Regions from separate parts of the Mus musculus genome. Here region 2 is linked to region 1. Evidence: chromatin contacts called from public Hi-C data. All regions are on one chromosome and are shown on one strand. Each heading gives the region's core, a stretch centred on a gene start, on an enhancer-like site or on the middle of the called end of the contact. The rest is flanking DNA. Distances are from core to core; before and after follow the strand shown. Region 1 overlaps Banp (BTG3 associated nuclear protein). Region 2 has its middle 11 kb from the start of Gm39268.

The links. Hi-C and Micro-C count contacts between places; a contact is called where the count stands out from the background.
Region 2: a contact with region 1 is called in a Hi-C map of bone marrow-derived macrophages, with 38 read pairs. The contact joins two enhancer-like sites. A contact is called at or near these places in 4 of 484 Hi-C or Micro-C datasets (LSK cells, bone marrow-derived macrophages, cerebellar granule neurons and 1 more), 2 of 115 datasets of contacts at active chromatin or transcription factors (double positive thymocytes and fibro-adipogenic progenitors) and 2 of 9 other capture datasets (adipose tissue and pancreatic islet).

The regions. Positions count from the first base shown.
Region 1 is chr8:122,003,829-122,010,334 of GRCm38.p6, forward strand. Banp (BTG3 associated nuclear protein) reads left to right here. Exons shown (of 14, transcript NM_016812.4): 9 at 1,724-1,854; 10 at 3,263-3,334; 11 at 3,925-3,963. Among named protein-coding and RNA genes, the nearest start is that of Mir7237, 29 kb to the left of the region's middle. Within about 2 kb of position 4,058, at least 56 of the 459 cell types and tissues checked have an H3K27ac peak or open chromatin away from gene starts, as enhancers often do. A contact at or near this core is called in bone marrow-derived macrophages, where this site is marked.
Region 2 is chr8:122,157,369-122,163,874 of GRCm38.p6, forward strand. It overlaps a transcript of Zfp469 not described here. Among named protein-coding and RNA genes, the nearest start is that of Gm39268, 11 kb to the left of the region's middle. Within about 2 kb of position 3,018, at least 9 of the 459 cell types and tissues checked have an H3K27ac peak or open chromatin away from gene starts, as enhancers often do. A contact at or near this core is called in bone marrow-derived macrophages, where this site is marked.

The DNA.
Region 1 (6,506 bases), core at 2,808-5,307:
TGACTGTTGGGGAATGGACAAACACGTAGTATGTGCACTGGGCTGACCTAGGCATCATTCCCAGAAGACACTGCAGCGGCAGGTCCGTTTCTTCCTGACCTGGTCTCCATCCTCCCGGCTGCAGACACTTAGCATGAGCACTGCACTTACCCACTCTGGTCTAGCGTGGAGTAGAACTATTGGCTAGGATGCTGCTGCTGAAGGGGTGAGGGGCTCCGGAACATGAGGCTTGTTCATTGCAGTCCTCGTCCTGTGGCTTTGGGTGAGTATTGCTTAGGGCTGGCTCAGAGCTGCCTAGTAGTTCGTTTCTAGGACGCTGCTGGTGAGGCAGGCAGGTAGGCACTTGCTTTCAGAAGAGGTCCTGGGCTTGGGGATGTCCTTGCCCCTCAGCACCCTTGGGTGTTGTGAAAGTGCACTGCTTTGTCAGCTGAGGAGGAGACATTCTGTGTCTGTCCTAACATGCCACATTTGTGGCAGAGTTCTGATTAAGCGGAGTGGTGACTAGGCCAAGGGACTTCTGGGATCTTTGTCCTTGTTCTGTTTGCATTGTTGTTGTCATAGCAACGCTAGTCTGGTATTCAAGACTATTTGGTGATGGTAAAATGTAATTAAGCCAGCATTCTGTTAATTTGGAATTGGTATTGATTCCAGCTGGGTCACCTTGTTACCTTAGAATTGTTAGCAGAGACAAGGAGACACCGCACAATACTACAAATGACTTCCTTTTTTTTCTTTACAAATATTTACAAGTTTCATCTTGTATTCCATTTTATTTACTTCATATGTGTCTTTTCACATGCATGCCCCTGTGCTGTGTGTCGGTTCCTGGTAGTGAGGATGTGTGTGGTATGGACATGAGTGGAGCTCAAGAACATCTTTCGAGAGTAGCGCTCGCTCTTCCTTTTTCTGTGGTTTCTGGGGATGAGACTCGGGCTGGCAGGCTTGGTGGCAAGTGTGTTCACCTATTCAGATATCTCACTGTATATTTCTTCTTCATACAAAATGGTAATTACTTTCTCAGGGTTCAGGGCGTTACACTGTTTGCCCAACATGTTTGTTCTCATCAATTATTACAACTCTCTGCCACAGAAGTGCATAGTATACATTGAAAATTTAAAAAGAAATTACAAACAATTTTTTTGTTTCAGAAAATTCTGCTTGTGATGACATTACAGTTAGAGGCTGAAGTGTCTAGCATGCTGCGGCCTTAGGCCCAATCCCCAGTACTGGGGGAAAATCTTTATAGTTAGTATTACAGTTAAAATTAATATAACTTATATCAAACCGAATGTCCCTTACTTTGATTAAACTTAGGAAATAAACTGTGCTGCAGATGCATCTTTGAGTTAATTTTGTCTTGGAGAAATGCCACATAGTGCAACTCTAGAGCAGGGTTGGTCCTAGCAGAGCCCTGTGGGTCATTTCTGTGGACAGACCTCAAGCCCTGCAGTAGTTCAGCAGTTTGTCTAGGTGTTTGCAGGAGAAACACTTAGTCACAACGGTGTCACTGAATCTTAAATCTCTGTCACAAATCTCAGTTCCCCTGACTTGCAGTTGACAACTCTGCAGAGGAGAGATGCGCTCACCTGAAACTGGGAGCCAGGTGCCTTTCCTCTTCTGTAGAAATTGAGGTGGGGAAGACGTGAAGGTGCCAAGATGACAGGTGTCATTCACTCTGTGTGTGGGACCTGAGGGATTCTGACACTTGTCCTGTGTTCCACAGAGACCATGATGGGAACCCCTCCTCCCACCAGTGAGCTACAGCAGTCACAGCCACAGGCCCTACACTACGCCCTGGCCAACGCCCAGCAGGTCCAGATCCACCAGATTGGGGAGGATGGACAGGTGCAAGTAGTACGTATCCCGTTACTCCATGGCGGGGGGGGGGGGGTGCTGTGTTCTGAGGCGTAGACAGTGCAGAGGCCAAGCAGTCTTGCACCCTCTGAGCAGACAGCGGGAAGCCGCACCTCAGAAGCTGCTCAAGAGCGGGACTTGGGGGCGGCACTGGGGAGCTGGAGCTTTTAGTCCACCGTGCTGTGGGGCTGTTTTAAAGGCAACAGAGCGACTCTGAGTGGTGGCTCTCTTGGGCTTGTTGATTGTGTGACTGACTCGACCCCAGCAGGTATTCATCTGGCTAGGGGCAGCTCTGAGAGCAAGCCATGGGCCGCCTTGGCACAGGTTCCCGTGAGCGGTGAAGCTGAGCGGTGAAGCGGAAGCGGCCCGGCCCCGCCCCTGGAATAGGCTCTTTGCTATAAGATCTGTTTGGGCCAAGATAGGATTTAAAAAATAGGGGCTGGTGAGATGGCTCAGTGGGTAAGAGCACCCGACTGCTCTTCCGAAGGTCCGGAGTTCAAATCCCAGCAACCACATGGTGGCTCACAACCATCTGTAACAAGATCTGACGCCCTCTTCTGGAGTGTCTGAAGATAGCTACAGTGTACTTACATATAATAAATAAATAAATCTTTAAAAAAAAGCAACTTAAAGGTTATGTTAAAAAAAAAAGGATTTAAAAAATAAAAAGATTTATTTTTATTTTTAGTAGTGTATAGGGTTTGTGCATGTGAATGCATGTGTTCACAGAGGCCAGAAGAGGGCTTTAGATCTTCCGGAGCTGGAGTTATGTGGGGTATTGTGAGCTGCCCAACGTGGGTGCTGGGAATTGAGCTCAGGGCTTCTACAAGAACAAGTGTTCTTAATCTCTCCTGCCCCAGATTGGATTTTGATAGGAGTCGGAGCCTCAGGCTTCTGTGCAGACACATTTGTCAGTTGTTTCCGTGAGCGAGCTAGCTTCCTTCCTTCCTTCCTTCCTTCCTTCCTTCCTTCCTTCCTTCCTTCCTTTCTTTCTTATTGGCTATTTTCTTTATTTACATTTCAAATGTCTTCCCATTTCCAGGTCTCCCCTTCGAACTCCCCCTATTCCCTCCCCTCTCCCTGGCCCCCGTGAGTTGTTTAAATGTGAGTTTACCATCTGCCCACTTGAGTGCAGTGCACAACTAACTCCTCCCATCTGCCACCCGTAGCTGCACAGTTGGTAAATCCTGTGATGAGCAGTTACATGATTTACCATTGTGGAGGCTGTAGCCGGAGCTCAGTGTGTGCACACTTCTCACCGCCGCCCAGGCTGTGGAACCAAAGCTCCTTGCTCCCCAGCAGTTTCTGAGGTGCCGGAAGCAGCCAGGCAGGGAGGTGGCAGAGGGCTCTTGCTGTTCCCTTCAGTTTGTTTTCCTCTGATGCTTCTTGGTGTCTTCTCTTGTTGTGGATCCCACAGGGCCACCTCCACATTGCCCAGGTGCCTCAAGGGGAGCAGGTGCAGATCACACAGGACAGCGAGGTGAGTCAGGGGTCCTGTCATGGTCCCAGGGCCATACAGTCCTGCACTCTGTGTGGAACCAGTGGCATTCTGGCAGAGCCTGGGATGCTCTCTAGGAGAGACTGCCTGGTGCGGGGGTGGGGTGGGGGATGACTGGGACGCTTTTCTGGTGTCCTTTACAGTTGACGATGGTGTGCAATGAGCTCTGTGGAGAGGCACTGCACACTCAGAGGGTCCTCTGGTCCCAGCAGCGGGAGCAGCTCCCTAGCTATTATGACTCAAGCAGACAGTGCTCTGATAATATATTCTTGCTATGGGGACACGGCTCTGCTATGGGCCATCTGGGCTACTGTGCACACACCTTGTGAATCTACAGTTGTTTAAAAGAAAAAAAAAGGTGTCCTCATTCATGGGTCAGAGTTGATCATTCGTGGGTTTAACGTTTTATGATTTTAATATAAGAGAAAAAGCTAGAGATTCAGCTTATACTACTTGTTTTGCTTCTGTGGGTTTTATTGCTAAAAGGGGTTGAATTTTTATACTTAGTGGTTTCCTGGTTATTTCTGAATCGTGTAGGGAAGTTCTCACTGTTCCCTTTTTGCACTGTACAGGGCAATCTGCAGATCCATCATGTGGGTCAGGATGGCCAGGTAAGTGCTCACCCTTCCCACGCACTCCTTCTCACTGTGGCCTGCATACAGGCTGTACTCCTCAGCACGGGGCACTGCTGTCGGGTGGGGTGGGGTTGCCTCCAGCGAGGGAGCGGAGCTGAGCTGGGCTGTCCGGGATGTGTACAGCAGGGCTCTGTCCTGCGCTTGTCCTTCCTGGGCGCTCACATTGGGTTTTGCACTGGAGAAGAAACTCCCCCCTAGTTTCTGCAATGCTCCCTGAAAATCTGACGGACGAGGTAGGCTTGGTTAAATTTAAGCACTTCCTGTTCTCCCGAGAGAGGAGAGCAGGTCTCTGTTGTATATACTCGGAGGACTCATGTGCTTACTAAAGTGCCCCAGGCAATGGGTCCCCAGCAGGATGTGCCACTGGCAGGGAGGGAAGCTGGTGCTGGCAGTGGGGGTTTGTTTGCACTGTGTGGCCTTTAAGGAGTTTTTGTGAAGATTGGTTTTAGTTCTGAGTTCTGAGTAGTCAGGACAGGCTTCTGTTAGTGCAATGTGGCTTTCACTGTGAAGACACACAGAACTCACTCACCACACAGGAGGTTCCGCTCCTTGTTTTCCAAAACTAGCACTGCCTGTGCTGGAAGACCCATGCGGCTTCCTCGTGCTCCCGCCTTGGAAAGAGAAGAAAAGAAGTCCCAGGCATTTCTGCAGAGCTTGAGCAGTTAGGAACAAGTAGCAGAGGTTGGTTCTCTTGGAGGTCTCTTGCTGTCAGCTGGGACAGCAGAGGCCCGGCCAGGCTTGCAGTTGGCTCCCCTCTCTGCCTTTGAGGATGTGGTTTGGCTTTGGTTGTCGGTGTTCCCCATGGGCAGGCTGTACCTTTCTGTGGCTGAGGAAAGTGAAACCCTCCTCAGGTCCCCACTGTTTGTGTTGTGAAGAGAGTTCCACCTGGAGTGGGAAATAAACACAGTGGGCTTTTCCTTGTCCCTGACCACTTAACATGAGGGCAGAGATCCCAAGGTCAAATTCCAAGCATGGCAGCTCATGGCATGGCCACAGACATCCAGTCATGGACAGTGAGGCTGTGAAAGAGCCATTGCCTCAGCTCCAGGTAGTGACACCTCTGGTTCTGCCCCTGCCTCCAGTGTCTCAGAAGCCTGTCCCTGCTGCCCGCTCAGCTCCAAGCAGCCTCCCTACAAGAAGCTGCCATGTTGGTCACTTGTCACACTGAGAAGTAACTTGTCCATCTTTAATTCTTTGTGCATATTTTGTTTCTGTCCCCTGCTTCCCAGTGTCACTGTATCTGGGACCGAATATCAAAGGGCACTCACTGCTGCCCCCTTCTCTCCCAGTGGCAGCTTGCCTTCGGATGGCCATGTGCAGCAAGCGCTCAAGAAGAGCTGCTTCCTGCTGGGCCGTTAGCTGGTTGTCCTAGCTTTCCACTTGCGGAGATTCTGCCTTCATTTTGTCATCTGTCTGTTCAGTCACCTGACTCAGAATGGCTTCACTTATGGTGCAAAAGGCACAAATGCTCCACTTACCTTGATGTCCTCAGTGGAGCTAAAGAGCCCAGACCTGTGCTGGGACAGTCAGCTCTGTCACCTCTCCTCTTCCTAGGTCCACAAGAGGATTGTGCCTGTTGGTCTTGGATTCTTTAGCTGCGCTGGTCTCAGGTCTTCCAGCATCTTCGTGGGAATGCTGGGCTGTTTTCCTGAAGACTGACTGCAGGCACTGGCTGGAGATGTATGGGGAAGGTGTTGATTAGGACGCTGTCCTCAGTTGTAAAAGCTTGGGAAGACATCTATGTGGGAAGGTGGTGGGGCTTGCTGCATCAAGGCTGCAGCAGGGTGACAGGGGCAGCTGTGTCCCCAGAGGGAGGCTGTCTGCCACAGGAGGACTTGGGCACCAGAGATTCAGGGTTAATGAGGTTAGAGCCATCTGAGCTTGGGCTGTCAGGTGCACAGCTACTCCCGGTGTAGATAGCTGCTGTGGACAAGTGTGGTCAGAAGGGGCCATTGGGTAATGGGAACGTTTGCAGCTTCAGTGGTTGTTCTCAGTGAGTGGTGTGGGAGTGGGTGGGCTACGTGCTCTCCACCTCTGCTCCTTGTATGCTCTAGCCAGCTCTAGAGGGGCTCTGCTTGCTCTTGGCCATTCTAGCCCTAAGGGTCACTGCTGTCTGCCAGTTGTTGTCCCACTTCAGGTTTCCAGGCCTTTGCTGCAATGGCCAGTACTCAGTATCTCTGTACTCTGTACACAGCACTCAGTATCTCTGGATTCTGTACACAGTACTCAGTATCTCTGTACTCTGTACACAGCACTCAGTATCTCTGGATTCTGTACACAGTACTCAGTATCTCTGTACTCTGTACACAGCACTCAGTATCTCTGGATTCTGTACACAGTACTCAGTATCTCTGTACTCTGTACACAGCACTCAGTATCTCTGGATTCTGTACACAGCACTCAGTATTTCTGGACTTTGTACTCAGCACTCAGTATCTCTGGACTCTGTATACAGCACTCAGTACTCAGTATCTCTGGTCAGTAGAGGGAGTAGGCAGGGGATTCCCTGGATAGTGAAA
Region 2 (6,506 bases), core at 1,768-4,267, 150 kb after region 1:
TAGGGGAAGGTAAGGTTGGCACAGGATCTCACTATGTAGCTCTGGCTGGCCTTGAACTCATGGAGATCACCCTGCTTCTGCCTCCTGAGTACTGGGAAGAAAAGCATGTACCGCTACGCTCAGTTTAAAATAAAAATCAAACAGCTCAGCTCTGTTTAGATCTGCTCTTCCCAGGGGCAGCTTCCTCTCGGAGGCTTAGTATGTGACTCACCACATGAACTTCAGGCCTCACTCATCACAGTGTGGCTCCTGAGAATCTCTTCATGGGCCCCATGTGGTCCGCAGACTGATGCCGGAAGTTGCTCCAGGGGCAGCACAGCCAAGCTATGCTACAAGTGTGAGCACACACACTATCGCGCCAGAAGACTAGGATTGGGTGTGTGTGTGGGGAGGGTGGGGGGGACACATTCTCTTTAAAGTGTTCCTGAGATGCAGTCTCCAGAGAGTCCACATCTGTGGGCTGAAGAGATGGAACACAGATGTTCCCATGGGCCACGGCGACCTGGAAACTATTAATTGGAGGGCAGATGAGACGGGAGGCCGCGTGAGCTTGGCTCTAGCAGCATCTGTTTTTATGTTCCGCTGACAGTCCGGGCAGTTCACACTGAGATGTGGGGCGGGGGCGGCCAGCAGCACCTGGAGGGGATAAACCAGACTTGGTGTGCATGCTGCTGAGTGCACAGGACCCCCAGCCACCAGCCTGGTCCACGTAAATGTACAGAATCTCTGTGACAGGGAGGAAAATGTGTCTTTAGGGACACTGGAGTTGGTTCCATTAACCAGTGGGAACTGCGAAGGCATGAGGAATTGGTTTGCCTGACAGTCTCCCAGTCTGGGTTACTGTGGCCTTTGGTGTTCCTGGGGTGCACTGATGGGGAAGGGAGGTGTACTGGCTAGTTTTGTGTCAACTTGACACAGCTGGGGTTATCACAGAGAAAGGAGCTTCAGTTGAGGAAATGCCTCCATGAGATCCAACTCTAAGGCATTTTCTCAATTAGTGATCAAGGGGGAAAGGCCCCTTGTGGGTGGGACCATCTCTGGGCTGGTAGTCTTGGGTTCTATAAGAGAGCAGGCTGAGCAAGCCAGGGGAGGCAAGCCAGTAAAGAACATCCCTCCATGGCCTCTGCATCGGCTCCTGCTTTCTGACCTGCTTGAGTTTCAGTCCTGACTTCCTTGGTGATGAACAGCAGTATGGAAGTGTAAGCCAAATAAACCCTTTCCTCCCCAACTTGCTTCTTGGTCATGATGTTTGTGCAGGAATAGAAACCCTGACTAAGACAAATTGGTACCAGCAGAGTGGGGTATTCCTGTGACAACCTGACCATGTTTTGGGGAAGACTGTGGAAGGACTTTGGAACTTTGGGCTTGAAGATCCATCCGTTGTTAAGAGCTCTGTCGGATGTTGTGTAGGAGCTTGGAAGATAATGTTGAGAACACTGCAGAAGATGGAGGTCTGGTTTGTGAAATTTCAGAGGGAAAATTAAAGACTCTTTTCAGGGCCATTGCTGTTTTGAATGTGAAGATTCTGTAGTTCTGGTTAGCTGGGGCTGAAGAATCAGCTGTGATTAACAAGATACCAGAACTACCAAAGCAAAAACTTTGCATTACTGGGACTATTGATGCTGGTTAGCTGGAGCTAAGAAATTAGCGGTGATTAAGAAGAGACCAGCATCATTGAGGTGACATCTTCTGGGAAGTGTTTTCTGAGAGCACAGTGGCTGTGTTCCAGATATAGCCAAAGTTGTACCTTGTGCTGTGGCTGGACTTGGTAATGTGTAAGGGTCACCCAGGTGGTACTGGTTTTGAAGGCATGAAGGAGTTGAGCAGAGCAGCTGAGGCTTGGCACTGTGAGAGGCCATGGAAGGCCATTGGTGAAAGTGCAGCCTCAGTTGCAATTGATGGCCCAGGACTGAAGGGGTCATGCAGTGTTTTGGAGATGCCAGTACCATGAGATGACCACCAAGAGCAGCAGCAGCAGTGGAGTACAGGCATCTGGAGCCTAGAGGATGAAGCGTGTGCTACAAAGGGCCTGGCTGGAGAAGTGACCCAAGCCCTTGGAGGAGCCCAGAAGATTGTAAGTTGGATCCCAGACATTGGACGGTTGGAGATTGACTTTTGCTTTTGATTGTGGCTGTGCCCTGATATTTTCCCTCTTGAAGGAAGAAACTGTTTTAGTGGAGCCCACGGTTAAGAGACTTTTAATTGTAAAAAGACTTTGGATTTTAAAAGAGATGAATATTTTAAAGAGATTGAAATTTTAAGAATATGTAAAGACTGTGGGACTTTTAAAGTTATTTAGATCTTGGGGATGAATAAGAATGTAAGGGTTGAGGCTTACTAGTGATGTGTTTGTGTGTCAAGTTGACAAGGGGTCAATTGTACTGGCTAGTTTTGTGTCAACTTGACACAGCTGGGGTTATCACAGAGAAAGGAGCTTCAGTTGAGGAAATGCCTCCATGAGATCCAACTCTAAGGCATTTTCTCAATTAGTGATCAAGGGGGAAAGGCCCCTTGTGGGTGGGACCATCTCTGGGCTGGTAGTCTTGGGTTCTATAAGAGAGCAGGCTGAGCAAGCCAGGGGAGGCAAGCCAGTAAAGAACATCCCTCCATGGCCTCTGCATCGGCTCCTGCTTTCTGACCTGCTTGAGTTTCAGTCCTGACTTCCTTGGTGATGAACAGCAGTATGGAAGTGTAAGCCAAATAAACCCTTTCCTCCCCAACTTGCTTCTTGGTCATGATGTTTGTGCAGGAATAGAAACCCTGACTAAGACAGGAGGCAACACTGGAAGCTTTAAGGTCCAGGGATTGTGTCCTATATCTCGACAAGGCTGAAGAAGGCACAGTCTCTTTCCTCCCTTCTAGAGGGCCGTGGAGAGGCACTGACAGACATGCCAGTCGGCTGGTGGGGCTGGAGCCTGGAACTCTGGTCTCCAAATCAGTTCACCCTTACGCCATATACAAATAAAGACATGTGTCATGAGTCTTTACTTCTTCACTTCCCCAAATGACTCCCAGGACCCTGGTGGGGAGGGAAGTGTCCTGGCAGGGACTGGCTTCTTTCTACATCTGGTCGCATGGAGAGAAGGCTGAAGAAGTTGCAGGCAAAGGGCAGAGAACCCAAACAAAGGACCAGAAGGCAGGGAGGGCAAGGATCTCAGATCATCCCTGCTGGCTCAGGCTGGAGGGTGACCTCCAGAATCCTAGAAAATGGAGACCAGAGGAAGTAAAACAGACTCTCGAAAATCAAGGGGCCTCCCTTGGAAATGCTTAGAAGTGAGACCACCTGGGCCTCGATATCCTGGTCCCTCCCTATGCACCTCACCCCCAGGAAGCCCAGAACAGACAGTGGGCGACCACTCTGGGACTCTGTGCAGCAACCAAAACGCTTAGCACACAGAGAGTGCACCAGCTGCCGTGGAGTCTGTATCCTTAACGTATCCAGGGGAGATGCACAAGCTATGAACATGATCCTGAGAACATGGGGCATCTCACCCACACTCGATATGTGACAGGGGTGGGGGGTGCTGTGGGAGGTGTTCCTGGAGGAGTGGGGTGGAGCTAGAGTCCTTTACACCGGTAACCCAGAGCACGGCCTCCCTCCAAAGAGAGACCTCCAAAGCCCCATACTTCATGCCGTGGGTGGGGTCTACACTGAGTTGTGTTTTGGGGGACAAGCAATACTCACATGGCTTTAATGTTTGTGTGTGATTGACAGAGTCTTCGCTGAGAGCCGTGCACCCGAGCCCTGCAGGCGGGCCTGCTCTTCGCCGGAGGGAACGAATCAGAAGGGACCAAGGATCCACAGGTAAGAGCAGCCTTCTTTTCTCCATGGTGTTGATTTGACTTCGGCTCCTGCTCGTTTTGCTCATGATCTGTCTTGGATTTTGCCACACCGTCACAGTGGCTTCTGTCACTACCAGGGTGGCATTAGTACCTGAATTCATCCTGAGTGTTCGCTGGTGCTTGGCTCGCTCCATGCTGGAGCCGGTGCCTGGGCAGTCAGTGTGAGGCTGACTGATGTCTGTCTACTGGTTAGTTTTGTGCAGAAGCCAGTTTTGATCCCAGTAGGCTGTAGAGAAGAGCTTTCATGGTGTGTCCTAGTTTATTATGGAAGGGGGTCACTCTTTAAATGTCACTGGGGCCTCTGGGACTGATGTGCCCAGAGGCAAACATCTGTAAGAGGAGGGGACCATTGCTATTGGGCAAGGTACCTGCACACTCCTCCACACGGTGGTGATACCAAGAGTTCAGGTGGGACTCAAAGCAGCTTTTTGAGCTGTGACTGTGGCCTGCAGGATCCAGTCGCTGCCATGAGACAGAGCTGCATCAGGAACCTGAGAACGGGTCTGGCCATCCTGGGCTTTCCCCGTCACTAGCCTCAGTAGCGTCTGCAGCTTCTCCGTGGGCTGTGTGTCATGTGCCACATCTATAAAACACCCTTTCAAAAGAACCTTCTAGGCACATTTTTAAGGGAGGCCTAAGAAGGGAGGCTGTCCTGGGAGCATGGCTGCCCTGGGAGCACGGCTGTCCTGACAGCTTCCAACTCTCTGAGAGGACATGCTCTGTCCCAAACACCTTGGTGATCACCTAACGGTATAGGGACAATGGAGACCCATCAGCTGACCAACTGTCACAGAGTCCTGACATTTGTCAGCCTAGATGTCCCCCAAAGGCTCAGGGCATTGCTATGCAAACTATTTGGTTTAGTTGTTGTTTTTTATTCATTAGAGCAACTCAGTGTGGGGAGGTTTTCTGGAAAGGGTACCAAGAACCTTCTCCCTTGGGAGTGTCGAAGTCACCTGGGGCTACTGCTGTAGAATTCATCTATTCAGGGCCCTGACAAAGTTCTCCGGTAAATGACCTAGAAGACAGCACAGGCTGAGCTTCAATCAATGTCACTCACGCCAGAGGCTGCAGGTGGCACAAGTAACATCTGCCATTCACTCTGAGGCGATGACAGTCAAAGATGATGGAGAGATGGCAGGATGGAGAGGTAGCTGCCTGTCAAAGGAGGGGGCGGAGCTACTGTGTGTGGTCATGAGACTAGTGGGGGTGGCCCTGGGGTTTACCATGCGCCTGCATCTTCTGTTAGGATGTTCTCCTGGTCAGATAACTGGAGAACAATTTCAGTGGCCTGTGGTACCTGCCAGGTGATTTTCTGGGCCTCTCCGGCATGGTGGAGTGGATGAGGCTAAGGGCCTAGAACTCCAAGATGAAACTTGAGTCTGTAAGAGGGGGGAGCAGAAAGAGCCTGATGGTAGGGGTGCAGAAGGAGTGGAGACTCTGGACTCTGAGTTCTTATGGAAGAAGGCTTGCTTCCAGAGATGGCTCAGATGTCTTTGGCTGATTGTGAATGGTATGTGCTCCTGCTTGGAGGGAAGGGGGTTCCCCCTTGGTTTGCTGAGCTTGCTCAGAGTTCCCAGGCCAGGCTCTGAACCCAACAGGGAGGGTGAGTCTGGAACCCTCTTGAGGGCTGGCTCTGCCCCCAGGAGACCAGGGGCAGCTGGAATTCTCTCTTCCAGGGGACAGGGTGGGGTCGGGCTCTCTGCTCAGGTCACAGAGACACACAGATGTGATGCTTCATCTCAGGGACTTCGACCATGCAGTGCAGTCTCCGGATGGATCCCGCTGTATAGCAGTTCTTTGTAGGCCTTGCAATAACCATCCCCTGCAGGGGGGCGGGCAGCGGCAGCAGCAGCACCCCTCCCTCCTCAGCCTGACCAAGTGATGCTAACCAAGATCACTTGGTTTAACCATTGTCCCCTCCGGCCTCACCACTCAGGCCACCGACTGCAAGCAGGCCTTGTGGCTCTCCTCCCTCTGGACTGTGAGGCAGGGCTGTGCCACCAGAGGGCAGTGTCGGGGCCTGGGGAGTGCCTGTATCTGGGAACCAGGTAGTTGACCGTCTCTCTGGCAACCTTGGACACCTCTAGGGGTTGCAGGGAGCTTTCGCTGCAGTGTGCTTCCAGTCCTTCTGGGATGAAGTACATCCCCTGGGGCTCAGTCACCTGCAAGGAAGTAGTGACAGAGAGGACCATCTTTTCTGATCACGTTGAAACCGGGTGTGAAAATTGAGGGAAGGACAGGAGTTGGGGTGGGGTGGGGGAGCCTCGAGGCAGCTGACGTCTTCTGTGGCACCCTTCATTTCTGAGCAGCATGCCCCAGACCTAGTTACCTTTTCTGCCCGTCTCCTTTACTTTGGTTTGTCTTCCCCCAAATCCAAAGAGCAGATAGATGTTTGTATGAAGCCAGGACACCGTCACGTTAACCAGGTACTCACAGGGTTAGGAGGGGAGATCTCTGGTCATTACCTTGGTGTGAACAATCCAGATTCCGGCTGCAATGCTACCAGAACCAAACAACTTGGTCCAGAGCCCAGAACTTCTGCCTCGAAACTCATAGGGTTCCTTCTGGTGGCTATGAGCCCCACCAAATGGCATCTGGCTGTGAAGGAGCGCCTGCCAACTCACCTGACTTAGTGACCCAGACAGACCTTAGGTGCTGAG